Regions from separate parts of the Mus musculus genome. Here region 1 is linked to region 2. Evidence: chromatin contacts called from public HiChIP or PLAC-seq data. All regions are on one chromosome and are shown on one strand. Each heading gives the region's core, a stretch centred on a gene start, on an enhancer-like site or on the middle of the called end of the contact. The rest is flanking DNA. Distances are from core to core; before and after follow the strand shown.

What was found. HiChIP or PLAC-seq counts read pairs in DNA pulled down with a chosen protein or histone mark.
Region 1: a contact with region 2 is called in an H3K4me3 HiChIP or PLAC-seq map of bone marrow-derived macrophages, with 5 times the contacts expected there. The contact joins the enhancer-like site here to the promoter of Chmp6 in region 2. A contact is called at or near these places in 3 of 39 promoter capture datasets (the SN4741 cell line, embryonic stem cells and macrophages), 3 of 15 datasets of contacts at CTCF or cohesin (CD8 T cells, the NIH/3T3 cell line and large pre-B cells), 57 of 484 Hi-C or Micro-C datasets (the 63-12 cell line, the AML12 cell line, B cells and 43 more), 39 of 115 datasets of contacts at active chromatin or transcription factors (the 230-238 cell line, CD8 T cells, the HPC-7 cell line and 29 more) and 4 of 9 other capture datasets (adipose tissue, liver, macrophages and 1 more).

What each region holds. Positions count from the first base shown.
Region 1 is chr11:119,973,945-119,979,122 of GRCm38.p6, reverse strand. All of the region lies in intron 3 of Baiap2 (brain-specific angiogenesis inhibitor 1-associated protein 2), which reads right to left. Among named protein-coding and RNA genes, the nearest start is that of Gm11767, 33 kb to the right of the region's middle. Within about 2 kb of position 2,767, at least 111 of the 459 cell types and tissues checked have an H3K27ac peak or open chromatin away from gene starts, as enhancers often do. A contact at or near this core is called in the 63-12 cell line, B-cell progenitors, the BV-2 cell line and 20 more, where this site is marked.
Region 2 is chr11:119,910,402-119,915,354 of GRCm38.p6, reverse strand. It overlaps Chmp6 (charged multivesicular body protein 6), which reads right to left and starts at 1,545. Exons shown (of 8, transcript NM_001085498.2): 1 at 1,418-1,545. The coding sequence starts at 1,480. Gm39485 (a long non-coding RNA gene) reads left to right here and starts at 1,543. Exons shown (of 3, transcript XR_003949830.1): 1 at 1,543-1,979; 2 at 4,387-4,953.

The DNA.
Region 1 (5,178 bases), core at 1,518-4,017, 63 kb before region 2:
TTCCCTCTGGGAGTTCATCTAGGACGCATGGAGGTCAGATTCTTGGGAACTCTCTTAGTCCCAAAAGTTGTTTTAATATCAATGATCACAGGGACCCTGAGCACAGTACAGGTTGCCTACAGCGGCGAACACGGCTTGCAAGGCTATGCCAGCCAACTGGCCCCAGTCAGCAGAAAAGAACTCTCTAAGTCAGCAGGGTGGTCAGTGGCCCATGGTCAGACTTACCCTACCAGCCCCACTCTGCTTGCCCACCACCTCCCTGCAGTTCATCCTCTGTGGGCAAAGGGCAAACTCAACAGCTGCCTGGAACTTTGTATAGACCATCTAATTTACCTGGATACATGTACCTGTGGCTGCCAGGGCTAAAAACCTCAGCACAGCTATCTGCCTACCACCCTGTCCCAAGAATCTATGACCACAGGCCTAACACCACACTCCTATAACACAGGGGTACAATAGTCCCCCCAGAGACTGAACTCCTAGAGATGACAGGGCTGTCATATGGCCAACAGGAAGCTGTGATCACAAAGTCAGTGACAACCTACACACAGAGAGACAGGGCAAGTAGCCTCTAAGGTTTGCCAGGTCCCTCTGAAAAGGATGGAAGTCCCATTTGTAGCACACTCTAGATCTGGACTCTAATGTGCTTGAAGGGACTGAGGCAGCAATTAATGTGAAGGAGCCTGGTCTCTTATTGCTGGTTGAGAGGCAGAGACAAGAGGGTGAGGCCAGTGTAAAGAGGAAGGCCACAGGCACAGGCACAGGCACAGTCCCCATGAGCAAAGGCCTTGGTTACCACTGACACACACGCACAGCCATGCTGACTTTCAGCAAGCTATTAGGACAGTGTCGCTCATGCTCAGAACAGGGCTCAAAGGAAACCCAAAGTCACAGATGAGAGTTTTCTACACTCAGGCCAGAAGCCACTAGCACGCAAGTCAGGACAGCCATGTGAGTGAGTGGCAGATCCCAGGATCCTCTGTGCTTTTCTGCAACTGTAAGTCCTGTAGGATGGAAACCCACAGCCCTTATGACAAGGATGAATGTACCTGGGGAAACTCTCTTGGCTTTCTGCATCTGTAAATCCTATAGGATGGAAACCCGCTGCTCCGTGACAAGGAGGTACCCAAGGAAGCTCGCTGGGCTTTGTTTGACCACACTCCCATGACTCAGAGGGTCTTGGATCCACCTTCTGGCTCTCAATGCCCCATAGACACCTGGGAACGGACTATAATTTTACCCAAGTGGAAAGCAGGTGACCACAGTGGGCTCAAACTCTGGCCTGGGCAGGGGAACCCACTGGAGTCCTTGGCAGCACTGCACTACTCTCTCAGCTTTGTAGTACATCCACTCTTCCTTTCTGAGGACAATGCCATACAACCAACTCTCAGAAGGCTACAGGGTCTACAAGAGGAGGGATGGGGCAGCAGCGACCAGACAAACTATGCACTTAGCTAGAAGTCTCTCTATAGGTTGGTGCTCTCTGACCACATTCTTTAGGCCCAGAATTATAAGTCAATGTCAAGACTGAACAGAAAACATTCCCCTACCCACAAAAGCAGCACATGCCAACTCAAGAAGAGTAGAAACTGGTATAATCAGGCAGTGATGCCCAAGGGTGTACCAAGTTTCTCACAGATTTTTGTTCAGGTGATGGGTGTCAGACCCCACAGGACAACAGTTACCATTCCACATGGGCTGTGTCAACCCTCAGACACAGAGCACAGTGTGTGGCTCAACTCAGAGCCCCCGCTGCGTAGCCTGTCCCCAGACCTTATGGGTATATACGGGGAGATGGGGGGAGGGGAGCACACTGAGACAAAGGCACAGAACAGGGTGTGTATGTGTCTGTGTGTGAGTGCACGCACGTGGAGTTCTGGGCTGGCTGCAAGCTGGTGCTGCGCAGGATCAGCCCACATGATGAAGTTTTAAACTGCATTTTACAAGCAGCTGCAGGAAGACATGTGCAGCGGAGCTTGGGCGTGCACAGCCGCAAGTACTAAACCCCTGGGGGGCCATGGCCACAGCATGCAGGAGAAGACTGGTACACCTACCCACCCTGAGCACCCCCTCTGCAGATGAGGGGACCTCTGGCCAGGGGCACTGACTTGTTCACTGGCCAGCAGGTGCCGAGGAGAGGTTGGGCCCTCGTGGCGGGCTCCATGGCCTCCCACCTTCTCCTTCTCTTGGAAGATCCTCCCAGGTGTACTGTGCTGACAGAAAAGCCTTACTTCATTTTATTTAAAAAAAGATATTAATTAATTAACTTATTTATTTTTGTTTTTTTTGAGACAGTGTTTCTTTGTGTAAAAGCCCAGCCTGTCCTGGAGCTCGCTTTATAGAGGCTGGCTTCGAACTTGGAGATCCGCCTGCCTAGGCTTCCCAAGTTCAGGGATTAAAGGTGTGTGCCATCACCACCTTACGGTTTTTATTTTTATTTATGGTGTTTGTGCACATGAGTGTAGGTACTCTTGGAGGCCAGAAGAGGTCGTCAGATCCCCTTAAGGAGAGTTATAGGCAGCTGTTTGCTGCTGACATGGGTGCCACCCAACCAAACTTGGGTCTTCTGTAACAACAGCATGCACTCTTAACCACTGAGCTGTCTCTCTAGCCCCAGGAAGAGGCTTTTAACCAGCCTCTGCCAGGGCCAAATCCACCCATACCCTGGGGACCTAGAGCTCTTAGGCCACAGCCCAGGTGGACCCTAAACTTGAAAAACCGGATCAGATTGGGAAAGAAGGCCCAGTGTGCCAGAGCAAACAGTGAATGAGGGAGGGTAAATCTTTGCAGACAGCTGCCACCTGATGAGCCTCTCCAGGGAGTGGAGTATCAACAGGGGTGACTGGCAGTAGGTGGCCCATCCCAGGGAGCTGACATGAGAGATCCTGGAGGGAGGGGCAGAAGCCCTAGGCACACCAAGGCAGTGAGTCAGCCTTAGCCCATCAGAGTGAAAAAAGCCTTAACTCAGGAGGGTGAGGATGGGGCTGGGACCAGGAGAGTTCCAGGCCCCAGAATATTTGGGAACTAATAGGAAGAGACCCTCCCCCACAAAGTACACGTGGGTCCCAGAGACAATATGTGACATTTGGGACAAAAGTATAAAAACACAGAGAAACATACCAGGAGACCACGCCCTCCTCAACTTCTACCAACTTACAGTGAGTCAAGTCGCTGAAAGGTCAGCCACCAGTGAGTCACACTGCATTTCACCCTAACGTCTCAGTTTTAAAGATTTCTGGTGCTATTAGTAACTTGGCTTCACATTTGGAGGGTTAGTGTGCAATTCGGTCCACGTGGAAATGTAACCCTTCTTGGGGGGAAGCACAGGGACTGAGGTACATTTACGATGTCCATCTGTGCTGCAGCAGAGGCTAGAGCCCCCCCCCCCCTCCTTTTTGTTTTTGTTTTGTTTGTTTTTCTGAGATAGGATCTCGAGTATTTCAGGCTAGCCTAAGGGTCAAACTCATTACATAGCTTTAGAGAGCCTTGAACTCCTGAGCCTCCTGCTTCTGCCTCCTGAGTACTGGGACCACAGGTGTGCACTACCACACCCAGCAGACTCCCTTTCCACACACAATACTCCATGGGTGGAGAGACCATGTACCTAGGCTGTTTGCCTGCTTTCTCTCGATGGCAAGTCATTTCCTTCACTGACATCTTCGGTTATTCTGGTGCATACTGCAGACCATCTCTCAGATATGTATATCTGAGAGCTGATATATCCAGTATATCCAGCTTTGTAGACTGATCAACTGTTGGATTCAGGACCTCCTATATATATATACACATACATACATACACACACACACACACACACACACACACACACACACACACACACACACACGTATATATAGTTCATTCTATACTTTCTGTTACTCTAAGCCCCAACTCCTGGTACCAACTTCTGTCCTCTGTAGTGTCACTATTGCTGTGATGAGGCATCATGCCCAAATGCAGTTCTGGGTTACTCTGGCTTACACTTCTACATCATCGAAGGAAGTCTAACCCTGAGTTCATTATCAAGTCAGGACAGAAACTAAAGCAAGCAGGAACCTGGAGGCAGGACTTGATGCAGAGGCCGTGGAGGAGTGTTACTTTTTGACTTGCTCTTCATAGCTTGGCCAGTCTGATTTCTTATAGAACCTTGACCATCACCACCCACAACGGGTTAGGCCCTCCCTTATCAATCCCTAATCTAAACAAACTGCTCCCCAGAACATTTCTCAATCAAGTACTCTCCTCTCAGATGACTATAACTTGTGCAGCACAACTGTTTGTGGGTTCGTGACAGCCTTAAGCACAACCTGAACACGACCAGCCTTCCTGGTGTACACTCTTTTTAACATTCTGTGTATGTGTGTTGGCTGAATGTATCTATATCTGTGCATCACATGTGTGCTGGTGCAGTGGAGGCCAGAACTGGCTGTTGAATCTACTAGAGCTGGAGTCGTGGATGGTTGTGAGTGGTTGTGGGTGCTGAGAACCAAACAAGGTCCCTTGGAAGAGCAGCCAGTGTTCCAAACCTCCAAGATAGTCCCACGTGAAGCTGGGCGCGGTGGCGCACGCCTTTAATCCCAGCACTTGGGAGGCAGAGGCAGGCGGATTTCTGAGTTCGAGGCCAGCCTGGTCTACAAAGTGAGCGCCAGGACAGCCAGGGCTACACAGAGAAACCCTGTCTCAAAAAAACCAAAAAAAAAAAAAAAAAAAAAAAGATAGTCCCACGTGGCAAGTGACCCAGTAATGACATGGTGAATGCACATAACTGTTACTGTTTTAAAAAGCTCTGGGAAGAAGAGAGCTGAGGGAGCAGCCACGCAGAGACAGATCTCAGGGGTCTCCATCTAAATCCATGTACTCACAACCATCCCAATGACACATGAGAGGGCCTGTGTGGATGTTCAAAAAAAGCCATGGAGGCTGGGAACATGAAAACAGGGGGCATACGAGGGAAGTGCAGCCATGGAGAAGGGGCAGGGCATGGGTTCTGGGGACGCCTGTGGCCTCCAAGGCAGAGGCCTCCAGCAGCAGCAGTGGGACCCGCCTTGCTGCTTCTCCCAGTTTTAAACCCAGCCTCAGTGCAGACCTCGCCTTCCACTTGAACTTGGCAAGCACCAGGAAGTCTCCTGGGACACAGAGTGCTGGCAGTGGGGACTCAACCATGCCATTGGCTACAAC
Region 2 (4,953 bases), core at 296-2,795:
GCATGGTCAGGAAGGGCCAGGTAACCCTGCCCAGCAGTGGCCTCTGCCACCCAAAGATATGGAGCAACATCCAGAAACATCCCCAGCCTTACAATGCAGTTGCAACTGGCCTGCCCCAAGCCAAGGCCCACTGTGCCGAGGAGGAGACTTTCATCCTCTTCAGTCACAGGAGGATGAGGCTGTGATCAGCCTGAACTCTGTGGGTCACTGCTGTGGCCACCAGGCCCTGGGAGGCTCAAATGTAACAAAGGGTCTGAAGTTGACATCTTCTGCCTCCCCCTCCCCAGCCACTAGCCAAGTGCGCTCAGTCCTCCTGTTCAGCCCATTTCTGTTCTGTGTCCAAATGCCGACCCTTCAGGCGGAGCCATGATGAACAGGTACAGGCCCTGGGCACATGTCACACACAGAATGAAACCCTGAGGCAGACTATTTCAAGTGAAGGCCATGGGCACCTTTAAGGTTTAGTTAGTGAGAAACCATTCACCATAGACTGTAGGTTACCTAGGAGAACAGGCTAGCTGGGGAGCTCTGCTAGCGTGTTTTGTGTGTGTGTGTGTGTTTGAGCATGGGCCTGGGTGTGGTTCTGGGTCTCCCACCTTCACCCAGTGTCCTCTACAGGGTCTGCCCCACGGTGGGCATCAACTGCATGACAGAGAGTGCTCACTATTTCCACCCTTTAGGTTTGGAGACCTTGAGTTAGGCTACCCATGCTCTTCTCGGGTGGTTATTTCTGCCAGCTGTTTACAAAGCATCAGGCATCTTGCCTGGGGAGACAGGGGCACCAAATGGAGCTGCAGGATGGCCAGACTGTGCCTCTGGAGACCAAGCAATCTGAGCAGGTCAGGCAGTGGCAGCAGCAGCACCTGGAGCTAGGCACTTTCCTTCCTGGTGCCTGGCGCTCTGGGACTGTTCAGATGTGTGCTTGACAGTGGTGTCCTGAGCCTCCGAATTCCACAGAGGAGCAGACAAGGTGTGTCCTGTCCGCAGGACCCACCTCTGTGACAGTTTTACTTAGAGATGGAGGGCGGTGTCCTGAGACACGAGTGTCTCGGGGGCTTCCAGCTCACACAGAGGCTGCAGAGATGGGGGACGAGCACCCTTTCCCAGTAAGAATCACGCTGAGACTTTTAGTGAAAGCCACGCCCACGGGATCTTTATCTGGGGGCTTTTTCTAGGAACTTTCAATAACTTATGGCTTGGGATTCCAAGGCCAAGGCCACAGGCTTCCTTCCTGGCACCTTCTCTCACGGATCGGCGCTCAGCCCCGAGACACAATCCCGGTCTTTCCGGGCCGAGCCGGGGCTGGTCCAGGAGTCTGCAGCTGGGCGCGCCATGGCACCGGAAGCGCGGCCCGCTCCGCTTCCCGCCTCAGTTTCCCCCACGGGGCCCGGCCCCCTGCCCGCCGTAGGCCCCTCACCAGGATGGCCCTGTCCTGTTCGGTGACTCGGCTCTGCTTCTTGCGGCCGAACAGGTTGCCCATGGCGGCCCCGCGCCGGCCGGCCGAACCCGTCGCAGCCGCCGCTCTGCGGCCACCGTACTCCGCCCGACCTACGGCGGCCGCGCGGAGCCACGCGCCTCAGAACGCGAAGCAGCTTCGTCCCTAGCGCAGCGCACCGCTGGACTTACTAGGCGATGCGAACGCCCTCCCTCGGCCTTTCAGCTAATCAGATGGGACTGTGATTAATTCAGAGCACCTCACAGGAGTGAGCCTAAATCAGGCTTCCTGACTTTCAAAACCGCCCAGCCGACGCCCCCCTCCCCGCTGGCGCAGAACATACACACACCCAGTGTTTTGGACCTACAAGTGCTTGCTGAGAAGTGTGCACCAGCGTTCACCTGCCATTCGGCGCTGTCACCTTCGTCCCCTAGTTTCCTCACTGTGGACAGTCCTTAGGCTACCGTTGAGTCAGCCCGGTTGCTGGGACTGACACACTAACCCCAGGGATTCTCTGATCACACCTGCCCTCTGTAGGCCCTTGGTGAGTCAGGGGGCGGGGACAAGACACTCATGAGTGGGGCTCTACACCCTAACAGCCCCAAAAAGGGCGCCACTGTCCTGAATTCAATGCCTTTGCTAGGAGGGGAGTTCTCCTTCCCCACGGCAATCATCCGGGTAATATCCCTTCGGGAGGCAGACAGTACAAGCAGCTGGGCCAATTACTAAGCATTCTTGTTCATTTACACCTTTCTGAACGAAGGGCTCAGTCTTAGCCTCAGGCTCAACACATTATGAATCCAGTAAAGCCAGTGGCTATCCCTCGGCAGGCAGCTTCTTCTGATTCCTGAACTGCCTGCATTTTCCCTTCCCCCACCCCCAACTCCTTCAGTAAACAAGGGCAGAAGGCATGGAGGGGGCTTTCCGGTGTCGCAGCAGTGGCTCTTGTGACTCCTTAGGCATAAGAGGCTCCCAGTCTTGACTTGGTTTTAAGAACAGCACGAGAGGCTGAGAGTAAAGTCCATGGTAAGGACTTGGGGCAGGCTCTGGCTACCAGACCTAGGGTTCTAGCTCCTTCTGTCACTTAGAAGCAGTTTCTAGAGGTTGGTTTTTTTGTTTTGATTTGATTCCAAGGGGCCTTCTAACTAGCCAGGAACCCTTTATCCCAGGGTTCTCTGTACAGTCAGCTGCCCTAATCGGGCTCAGCCACTGACTTTGATGGTTAGCTGTCATATCTTAGTCTCCAATGCTCTGTGGGCCAACTGGCCCCATAAAATCGCAGTAATGGTACCCTGTCCCTGTGGTCAACATGACTATAAAGGGCAGTACTGGGGCAGAACTTACTAGAAGGCTGGAGCTTCCGACCTGTGTGGTTCTCATGCCCTAACCAAGGGCATGTTCAGGGGTGTGGGACAGAGGTCTTGTGCAGGTCCAGGGTATCTCTGGCTGGTTTGGGACTTGCTATGCAGACCAAGATGGCCTTGAAATCACCCACTTTCTCTGTCCACTCTTGTCTACTCCGTGCTAGGATGCCCTGACATCCCAGAGTCACTAACTGAGGCCCAGTCTGTCAAGCAACAGCCCACAGTACCCAGTGCCTTGCTGGCTGCAACCATTTAGCTAGGAGTATTTATTGCCCAGGGAGGGTTCTGTTTCTACCATAACACTCTGGAAGCGCTTCCACACATTCTTCCTAGTTCTCTGCCAATACAGAGCTGGAAATGTCTGAATTCTTTCCGTCTGTAAGCCAGGATTTGGCAACTATGGCCCGTGAGTCAAACCGGTTTGATCTCCCCTCTCCTTTTTATACAGCCTACAAGCTAAGAATAAATATGGTTTTAAAATTTACTTACTTATTTTAAAGATATTTTCCTCTCTCTGTAGCCCTGGCTGTCCTAGAACTCACTCTGTAGACCAAGCTGGCCTTGAACTCCCAGAGATCTGCTTCCCTTTGCCTCCCTTTGCTGGGATTAAAGATGTGAGCCATCATGCCCAGTAAGTTTTCTGTATTTTAAAAGGATTCTCTCTCTTTCTCTCTCTCTCTGTCTGTCTCTGTGTCTCTTTCTCTGTCTCTCTGTCTCTCTCTCTCTGTGTGTGTGTGTGTGTGTGTGTGTGTGTGTGTGTGTGTGTGTGTGTGTGTGTCTGTTATGGCTTATTTATTTATTTATTTATTTTGGTTTTTTGAGGCAGGGTTTCTCTGTATAGCCCTGGCTGTCCTGGAACTCACTTTGTAGACCAGGCTGGCCTCGAACTCAGAAATCTGCCTGCCACCATGCTCGGCTGTTATGGCTAATTTTACGTCAACTTGATATAAGCCAGAGTCACCTGAAAGGAGGGAATCTCAGTTGAGAAAATGCTTCCATAAGATCCAGCTGTAGAGCCGGGCATGGTGGCTCACACCTTTAATCCCAGCACTTGGGAGGCAGAGGCAGGCAGATTTCTGAGTTTGAGGCCAGCCTGGTCTACAAAGTGAGTTCCAGGACAGCCAGGGCTATACAGAGAAACCCTGTCTTGAAAAAAACAAAAACAAACAAACAAAAAAGATCCAGCTGTAAGGTATTTTTCTTATTTAGTGACTGACTTGGGAGGGCCCAGCCCATTGTGGCTGGTGCCATCCCTGGGCTGGTGGTCCTGAGCTTTATAAGAGAGAAGGCTGAGCAAGCCATGAGGAGCAAGCTAGTAAGCAGCACCCCTCCATGGCCTCTGCATCAGCTCCTGCCTCCTGTCTAAGTCCCTGTCCTGATTTCCTTTGATGACAGACCATGTGGAAGTGTAAGCCAAATACAATAAACCCTTTCCTTCCCAGCTTGCTTTTGGTCATGGTGTTTCATCACAGCAATGGTGACCCAGCACACACTGGTAGAGGACTGGGACAGGAAAGGGGGAGAGGACAGAAACCTTGTGTGTTCTTAGAGCATGAAATCTTTTGTGTTTGTTCCTTTTTATTTCAGGCAGGCCTTAAACTCTCGACCCTCTACCTGCAGGCTTCTGATTGCTGAGATTCTGCGTGCCGGTGCCATGACAGCCATCTTGCTTTAGTCCTTTAGAGGAACTGTCCCAATACCCATTCCGAGCCATCTGCCATGTCACATGTGCCTGACCCCTAGGATTTAACTATAGGCCTCATGTCAACAAAAGGTGGCCATGGAGGTCCTCAAGGCGGACTCCTCTGAACCTGCCACATGCAGGGTCATAAAAAGATCCCTAACATGGGTCTCCAGCTCTCTTGGCCAAGCCCCTCTGGTTGGAGAGGGGTCATGTGATTTGGGAGGTCCAATGTCATAAGTCCAGTCCTCTCCAGAGTTCAGGGTTCCTGTCTTTCCATCAACGTCCTCCGGTGCTAGGGACAGGACCCAGGGTCTCTGTGTTAGGCAAGTGCTCTACCACTGTGTTACACCCCAAACCAGGATCCTAACCTATGGGAAGGAATTCTGTGGCCAGGTACAAGTTGAGTCATCAGTCACCTTGTATGCATCAGAGCAAAGGCTCTGACCGCTGTGGTGTTGGTCCTATAGCTG